3 separate regions of the Mus musculus genome follow, and regions 1 and 3 are each linked to region 2. A link is a contact called in public promoter capture Hi-C data. All regions are on one chromosome and are shown on one strand. Each heading gives the region's core, a stretch centred on a gene start, on an enhancer-like site or on the middle of the called end of the contact. The rest is flanking DNA. Distances are from core to core; before and after follow the strand shown.

Evidence for each region. Promoter capture Hi-C pulls out the DNA fragments that hold promoters and counts their contacts.
Region 1: a promoter capture Hi-C map of liver shows a contact between it and region 2. The contact joins two enhancer-like sites. A contact is called at or near these places in 12 of 39 promoter capture datasets (the 3T3-L1 cell line, the C10 cell line, the HPC-7 cell line and 6 more), 1 of 15 datasets of contacts at CTCF or cohesin (pro-B cells), 33 of 484 Hi-C or Micro-C datasets (the 3T3-L1 cell line, B cells, the G1E-ER4 cell line and 8 more), 27 of 115 datasets of contacts at active chromatin or transcription factors (CD8 T cells, the SCID.adh cell line, T-cell acute lymphoblastic leukemia and 18 more) and 1 of 9 other capture datasets (embryonic stem cells).
Region 3: a contact with region 2 is called in a promoter capture Hi-C map of liver, with 2.6 times the contacts expected there. The contact joins two enhancer-like sites. A contact is called at or near these places in 13 of 39 promoter capture datasets (the 3T3-L1 cell line, 3T3-L1-derived adipocytes, the HPC-7 cell line and 7 more), 8 of 484 Hi-C or Micro-C datasets (the G1E-ER4 cell line, embryonic stem cells and morula) and 1 of 9 other capture datasets (embryonic stem cells).

What each region holds. Positions count from the first base shown.
Region 1 is chr17:83,272,365-83,275,119 of GRCm38.p6, reverse strand. No RefSeq gene overlaps it. Among named protein-coding and RNA genes, the nearest start is that of Gm24240, 3.8 kb to the right of the region's middle. Within about 2 kb of position 1,274, at least 41 of the 459 cell types and tissues checked have an H3K27ac peak or open chromatin away from gene starts, as enhancers often do. A contact at or near this core is called in liver, where this site is marked.
Region 2 is chr17:83,481,936-83,484,635 of GRCm38.p6, reverse strand. LOC115488798 (a long non-coding RNA gene) reads left to right here. Exons shown (of 2, transcript XR_003952357.1): 2 at 1,938-2,700. Among named protein-coding and RNA genes, the nearest start is that of Gm46594, 10 kb to the right of the region's middle. Within about 2 kb of position 1,280, at least 16 of the 459 cell types and tissues checked have an H3K27ac peak or open chromatin away from gene starts, as enhancers often do. A contact at or near this core is called in liver, where this site is marked.
Region 3 is chr17:83,334,131-83,336,830 of GRCm38.p6, reverse strand. No RefSeq gene overlaps it. Among named protein-coding and RNA genes, the nearest start is that of Eml4, 15 kb to the left of the region's middle. Within about 2 kb of position 1,345, at least 23 of the 459 cell types and tissues checked have an H3K27ac peak or open chromatin away from gene starts, as enhancers often do. A contact at or near this core is called in liver, where this site is marked.

The sequences.
Region 1 (2,755 bases), core at 25-2,524, 210 kb after region 2:
CAAAAGCTTTTCCGTGTATCTTCCTAGTTAGATGTTAGCTTCACCACGCCAGGGCCCTGGTGAATCTCATATACCTTTGGGGACCTACCGTCTAGTAGTGTTTACCTTCCAGTATAAAGACTGCTTAAATGTTTGTTGAATGAATAAGAAGGATGAGGAGGGAATTGGGCAGGCCCGATACTAACAACATAGACCAGAGGCAAAGCTGGCCAATATGGAGCCAGCACACAGAGGGTACTTGCCACCTGCTACCCAGATCCAGGATGGGAAGGTCCTGGGGGCTTGGCTCTGTGTCTCCCGAGGCCACACCGACTCGTGGACATTCCTGTCCCGGCTCTAGGTCTGTCTATCTTGGTCGTATTGGTAGAGCCCCGTTTTCCCGATCCCCTTTACTTCCATGCTCCCCCATTCCTGGACAGCCTAGAAGGTTCTGGTTTCATGCAAATTGATACTATTTGGTCATTCCGATGGGGCTTATAAGTGGCCTAGCCTGAGACAGAGGACAGAAATGGCTTTCACTAAGCTGTCTGCCTTCAGGACAGAGTGACTTTAAGCTCAAAGCCCAAGTGCTGCTGTATCTTATGTTTCACCCTTTCAGGCCATCCAAGTAGCCAAAGGTCTGGAGAGGGGACTCTCTCCTCTGCATAAGTTCCCCCTGAACCCTGGGAGGACAGGAGGCTGAGGTCAGGCCTGTCCATCAGTGAGAGAGATCCAGACATCATTTCCAGAACTGCCTCTAGACACTCACCCGTGAGAACAGCCCAGGCAGCCTTGGCAAAGGCTTCCAACCCGGTCAGCTCACAGCATCGACAATGGTTCTGGGAATTCCAACTCTCAAAACCCCTACATTTTTTTCATAAGAAAAAGGAACATATTTTGGCATCTTTGTTCCTGAAACAGGAAATGGCCAAGACAGTGACCTCCAGTAGCTACTTCCTCCTCCAGTGTTCATAAGGGGGTGGGTTCTGTCAGTCCTGTTCCCCACCCCCCCCCCCCCGGGATCAGTGGGCATAGACACCCCAACAGGGGATAGTAGGGACTGACAGGAAATGTAGGGGTGGGGATGGAAGGAGAGAGTTCCGAGGAATGCACAAGCCCAGTGGGCTGGAGTTGGGGCCAGTGGGTGCCTGGCATCTGAGGGCTACTTAGTCGGATGGTTACTTTTATCATTTTATGGAAAGAACATCACCGCTGTGACCTCTTAGGGGTTCAAGCGGAATAATTCAAGGTTCCAAGGTTCTGGGACCTGGGCCGTGTGTGGACTCTGGGCTGGGGAGGAGTTAAGGCGTGGTCTCAGTCAAAGGCGTGGTCTCTCCCAGTCAGAGCAGGAGAGTAAAGTGAACCCCCCTGGGGTGCTGAGGGGGGTGGGTGTGAGAGGGAATGGAGACCTGGCAGAAGGAACGGCAGAGACAGAGGGCCCTCTGAGTTGTACGGATTTCCCTAGAGCCTCCTTCCCTCCTGTCCCTCAACCCCGGAGGTCTTGACTCTTGATCCGCACGGATACAACAGACCCAGTTCAGAGGAAGGGATAGGGCAACGGGGGAGCACTGGAGGGTGGGGGTGCAGAAGGGCAAGCAGCCCTGCAACCATTAACGTTTTCACATTCCTGGCTCCTCACCGAGAGCAGTTGGCTAGGCTGGTCCCTGTGAATAGGTCCTTGCTGGCCCAAGTTCTTGCTGTAAAGCTGGGCTTTTGTGAACCCAAGGGAACTGATGGCGGCGGCGGTTTGCAGTGAGAAGAGTGGTAAGATCCGAGTTGCTTGGGTAAAATGTGCGGAGCAACGGTCTCCAGGCAAGCAGAGGCATCCTCCTTTCTGGACCCGCTAGTGAAGGGCACCTGTGGCGGTGGACAGGGTGAGCAGAGGTCACAGGCTTGGCTCTGAGACAGACAGGTGAGAGGTGGACTGATGATGGAGACTGTGGTCAGAGGGGCTAGGAGGATACTGGGGATCCGAGGTCCTATAGGTCAGGAGGGTGTTCCTCAGACTCCAATTCTGGGGTATCTGGCTTAACTGAGCACTCCTCAAACTGGGAAGAGGAAGGCAGAAGGGGAAAGGTCTGGGGATCCCTTTAAAGCCCGGGATGCTATAGAGATGCTGTCCCTTAAGCTTTATGTCTCTTCCCAGGCTGGAAGTGTCCAGAGCACTTCTCACAGGTCCCCGGCACATACCAGGTATCAAATAAAAGTCAGCTGGAAGGGACGATCAGGGTCAGAGGCCCACTGTGAGCAGGTGGGGCCAGCTGGTTGCCGCAAAGGCTGACTTCTGTCACCTTGCCTTGCGGACAGACGGCTCAGTGGCTTCTGTCAGTGGGACTGTGAAATCCACTTCCTGAGCCAGCCTTTCTACTTCTCATTTTCTCTGGGTCCTTTTGTCTTCTGTGTCTCCCATAGAGACCGTCTGTCTATCTATCTATCGATCTATCTATCTATCTATCTATCTATCTATCTATCTATCTATCGTGTGTGTGTGTGTGTGTGTGTGTGTGTGTGTATGTGTGTGCTCACACACACTTATGTGAGTAATCGAGCAATGCATGGGTGTGTGCTGTACCTGTATGTGGTGTGTGCACATGGAGGCCAGAGGTTGCTGTCAGGTGTGTCTTTATTTTTCACTTTCCACCTTATTTTTTTTTAAAAGATTTACTTATTTTTATTTTATGTATATGAGTGTTTTGCCTGTATGTATGTATGTGTGTGTGTATATATATATATATATATATATATGTGTGTGTGTGTGTGTGTATACACATATGTG
Region 2 (2,700 bases), core at 31-2,530:
ACAAAAGAAGTCAACCTACCAACCAAACAACAACACCCCCCCCCCCCCCCCCCCGTTTCTAGTTGTGGTGTGGCTCAGCCCTTGGCACACACCTTTAATCTCCAACAGTGGAGGTAAAGTTAGTTTGTACAAGGAAGCACCCATTTTTGAAAGTGATGTCTAGTTGTCAGAAAAGTGATGAATCAGAGAAAGATTTGACAGAATAGGATCTGCCCAACTGTCACAAGAGAGGAAAGGGAAGCTACTTAAGGGAGTAGTGCAGAGAGGAGGCAGGTTTTGTTTTGTTTTCTTGGTTTTTCGAGACAGGGTTTCTCTGTGTAGCCCTGGCTGTCTTGGAACTCACTTTATAGACCAGGCTGGCCTTGAACTCAGAAATCGGCCAGCCTCTGCCTCCTGAGTGCTGGGATTAAAAGCGTGCACCACCACTGCCCGGCAAGGAGGCAGTTTTATCAGGACAGTTATAACAGGTTGGAGAGAGAACGAGGAGTCAGTAGAGCAGATTGGGGTCCTTTTCTGCTTTCCTTAAGCCTTCTTGAATCTTCATCTTTTTTATAAACATTGCCAGTTTGGTATTTCAGTTTCAATATGACAAAGTCTACCTCATATAACTAGTGAAAGCATTGAATGTGGGTAAAGAGTCAGCCAGAAGGAAAGAACTGCAAAGTGCTGATTTTAGCCCTCTGAGCAGACATACTGAGATGGCCGGGAGGTCCTGCCCAAAGCCCATCACCCTCTCTTTGCACCAGTTACCATGGTGACTTAGGAAAAGCAGCCACTGCCTGAGTGTAGGTGGCTTTACTCTGTAGGGGTGACAGCTGCAGGGGACAGGCCACAGAGTTTGCTGTGCTTGGCCCCTCGTGAAATCAGGAAGGAACAGGGTCCAGGCTGCCATCTTTGGCATTACCTGTTTTTTTTTTTTTTTTTTTTTTTATGACAAGACTTATCCATATGTATGTATATGTACATATATATGTATATATTTGGTTTTCCGAGGCAGGGTTTCTTTGTGTAGTCGTGGCTGTCCTGGAACTTGCTCTGTAGACCAGGTTGGCCTTGAATTCATGGAGGCCTGCCTGCCTCTCCCTCCCAAGAGCTGGGATAAAAGGCGTGTGCTACCTCCTCCTAACTGGTACCACTCTTTTGTAGTCCCAGTATAAAAAAGCCCAAATAACTCAGTTTTTGAAAAAACTCCATTTTTGTGCTAGACCAGGGGCTAAACTCCCAATTCCAGGAAGAAAACCACAAAGTCCACTTGAGCACATATCCCAATAGCAGGGTCAAGGTACATACAGATAAGATCCTGCAGAGGAGAGGTAACCTAGCCATCCGGTTTGTCACATGGTTTTACCCCTATGTTCAGTTCCTGCAGATTACACCAGAAATGCAATTAAAAAAAAAAGATTTATTTATTATATGTAAGTACACTGTAGCTGTCTTCAGACACTTCAGAAGGCATACGCCACCACTGCCTGATGAAGGAGGCATTAGATTTCATGAGCCACCATGTGGTTGCTGGTATTTGAACTCCGGATCTTTGGAAGAGCAGTCAGCACTCGTAACTGCTGAGCCATCTCTCCAGCCCCAGCAATTTTTAAAATATTAACTTGCTGACCCGTATAGAAATTCTCCAAGCTTGTTGTAACTACCTGTGCCCTTCTCCCAGCCTTGTGCAGGCTAAACAGACCTTGAGTGCTTGCTAGAATGGGTTACATGACCTAGGTGGAGTTGTCAGCCTCTCAGCACGTAGTTTCCTACAAGAACTTAGAGGTGTAGACTGCCCACTGAGCTTGCTTTGCAACATAATCCAGCTGAAACAAAGTATGGGTCTGTGGGTTCTCCCTATATAAACACAGTGCTGAATATTAAACTTGGAGCCTTGATCAGAACCTTTGTCTTGGTCTCATCCTTCTCTCACAGCCCATCCCTTTTCATTTCAGGTAAACCCAGTTTTCCATGCCCAATGGACTGCTACAACTACCAATAAATACCCTGCACCTAGACTCTGACCCGCTGACACAGGGTTGGTGAGAGAGACCTTGCTCATGAGCTTGTAATAAAGGCTCTTATGTGTTTGTATCATTGGCTCCTTGGTGGCCTTTGGGGTCCCTGTGACTTGGTCATAATACCAGCTCTCCTTCATTGCCCCTGGCCATCACTAGTTTGCCCTCTTCTTTATAGGGTCCTTCAGAGTTGTTTTTAGCTGGCTAACCATCTAGTGTCTCTTAGGAGCAACCGCCCATCTCAGTGTAATCTGGAGGTGGGAGCAAAGGAGCTGGCTGCATGGACAGAGCCTTCAAGTGGTGGTCACTGGTCATCTAAGTGACTGGGCTCTTCTGTTCCTGGTCTATCCAATGGTAACAATGAGACTTGGGACTGTTGCAAGGGCTAATGAAGAATTAATTCATGATGCGCTCTGGGGCCGGCCACTGCCACTGAAGTGTCTATGGCACTCCCAGGATGGGACAGTTGTTCTGAAAGAGTCTGGTGGTTATGGGGACTGGTAGGTGAAGCTAGCAAAGAACTCAAGGGGCCCTGTGAAAGGTGAATCTGGTAGCTCAGAGGGAAGGCTGCAGCCTCTATGTTTTTGGAAAAGCACCTGGATCCTATGTGCTTTTAGGCTCTTGGGTGTGAGCTTGGGGCAGTCCCGGAGACTTCTGCAGCAGAGCCCAGCAGTGACAGCATGCGTGTAACATGTCTGGG
Region 3 (2,700 bases), core at 96-2,595, 150 kb after region 2:
ATAAGAAGGTGTCATAGCCCCTGGAACTAGAGTTAAAGATGTGCCAACCATCAGGCAGGTGCTAGGAACTGAACCAGGTCCTCTTCAAAAAGAGCCAGTGCTCTTAACCCCCTGAGCCATTGCTCCAGCCCCCAGAAAAAAAATTTTAAATAAACAATGTAGATAAGAAACACATATAAACACGTTAAACAGCTGGCAGGTACTCAAGAGGCTCAGCATTTCTGACAGGGATAAGTATACGATCCCTAACCTGTGACTCCTTTACCTCAGAGATTTCATTTTGAGTAATAAGCCCAGAAGAAATCATCTGAGCTTTACCTGCAGGGCAGTTGCCTGAAAATATTTTTTAATATTGCAAAACCAGATTAAAAAAAAAAACCCATATGTGCAATTAAAGGATCATGATTATACAAGTTCTAGCTGTAAGCTGAAATTATTCAGTTATAAAAGTCGTAACGTAAGAAACGGTTTAAATATGCAGAAAAATGTTGCCATTTTATTAAGTGAAAAAAAATTACAAAAATAGTACTGATGATTCCAAGGAGACCGTAATCTGTATGTGAATCGACATATGAAAAAGCAAAAGCTATCTGCTGATGTGTTTGTAATGGTTACTTCTGGGTTCTGGGGTTATAGACAGTAGTTTATTCTTACAGTGTATCCTACTTTGATTCGGTGTATATGTGACTTTGGATCTATGTTTAAAACAACCAATAGGGGCCAGGTGTGGTAGCACATGCCTTTAATCCCAGAACTTGGGAGACAGAAGCAAGTGGATCTTTGCGAATTCGAGGCCAGCCTGGTCTACAAAGTGAGTTCCAGGACAGCCAGGGCTACACAGAGAAACCCTGTCTTGAAAAAAAAAAGACAAAATAAAGCAAAACAAACAAAAAAATACCAAAAACAAAACACAACACTAGTTTGTGTTCTATCTTGATTCAATTATGAACCAGGTAACTAGGCATAAGAGCACATGCTTGCCATCCTAGCATTTGGGGAGTAGAGGCAGGAGGATCAGGAATTCAAGGGCCCCCTCAGCTGTGTAGCAGTCTGAGTTCACCTGGTACCAGTTAAGAGTTCATCTCAAAAAGCCCAACAAAACAAAACACCGTCAACAACAAAATTATGACCCAACAGCTTTTCTGTTGGAGCGGGGGGGGGGGGGGGGGGGGCAGGTGTGGGGGTGTGGGAAGGGACAGGCGGTGGTAAAGGTGATAGGTGGGGGGAATTGGATACCGAGGGCTTAAATTGCAAAACTCAGCTCTAACGTCCTTGTAAAGAGAGTCAGTTCTGCTGAATCAGTGAAGTCGGAGAAAAGCGGCTTTCTCTCAACCAATCAATGGTCCTTAAACGGTTGCAATGACTTTTGGCTAACTCGTCCCAGTCTGGGAGCAGCGGTGACAATAGAGCAGTCCTTGTATATTTAAGCCCCAGTTCTGTCTACCTGGGGCTCTGGGCTCTAAGCTGTTCGTTGTTGTCTCTGTATTACAGGACACTCTAGAGACAGTGTGGGGACAGTTGGTATGAGGGTGAGCTCGGTCTGTAAGCCTTATCCTAGCGTTCGTCACCGGGTAAGGCAGATCGTCCAAGGAGCTGTCTGCTGCCACTTCCGGTTTCCCCTTTAAGCCTCCTCCCTGATAGTATTTATCCTTTTTGAAACTATGTTTTTTAAAACTGATCTTCATATCATTTTTAAAGCATGCATGTCGGTGCATATGAATGCAAGTGTCCGTGGAGTCCAGAAGAGAGGGTTAGATTTCCCGGAGATAGAGTTAGAAGTGGTTGTGAACCAAGGTGCTGGAAACCAGGTTTAAGTCTGCTTGAGCAGTGGTTCTGTGGTCACAACTCCTTGGGGGGTGGGTGTCAAACAATCTTTCCTAGGGGCCTCATATCAGATATCCTGCATACCAGATATTTACACTGTGATTCGTAACAATAGCAAATTTAGAGTTAGGAAGTAGCAATGAAGCCAGCCGAGCAGTGGTGGCACACGCCTATTAATCCCAGGACTTGAGAGGCAGAGGCAGGTGGATTTCTGAGTTGGAGGCCAGCCTGGTCTTCAGAGTGAGTTCCAGGACAGCCAGGGCTACACAGAGAAACCCTGTCTCGAAACAAAACAAAACAAAACAAAACAAAACAAAACAAAGAAGTAGCAATGGAGAGAATTTTATGGTTGGGGGGTCACTACAACCTTAGGAACTGTATTAAAGGGTCACAGCATTAGGGGGATTGAGACCCGCTGTGCGTGGAGCTGTCTCTTTAGCCCTAACATTTATTCATTATAGAAACAATTAGCGATAATACTGGTCCTGTCTCCATATTCTGTTGGCATTTAGTGTAAGGTTCATGGCAGCTGTGCCTATTTTGTATAAAACCTGGTAACATTCACTAGTCTAGAGCCAGGATGTATGTACTTTTAGAAGTAATCGGCTCAGGCTGCCTGTGGTTAGCATATGTTTTGAGTCCTAGCACTCAGGAGGCAGAGGCAGGTAGATCTCTGGTACGTCTGAGCTAGCTTGTCTCTAAAACTATAAAAAAGGGAAATTTCTTCGTTCAGGGGGATAGGCTCTCACATAGCCCAGGCTGGCTTGGAACTTGATAAGTAGCTGAGGATGACCGTGAACTTCTGGCCCTCTTTCCTCTAATTCCAAAACGCTGGGATGGCAGGCATGCAGCACCACAACTCATTTATGGACCCCT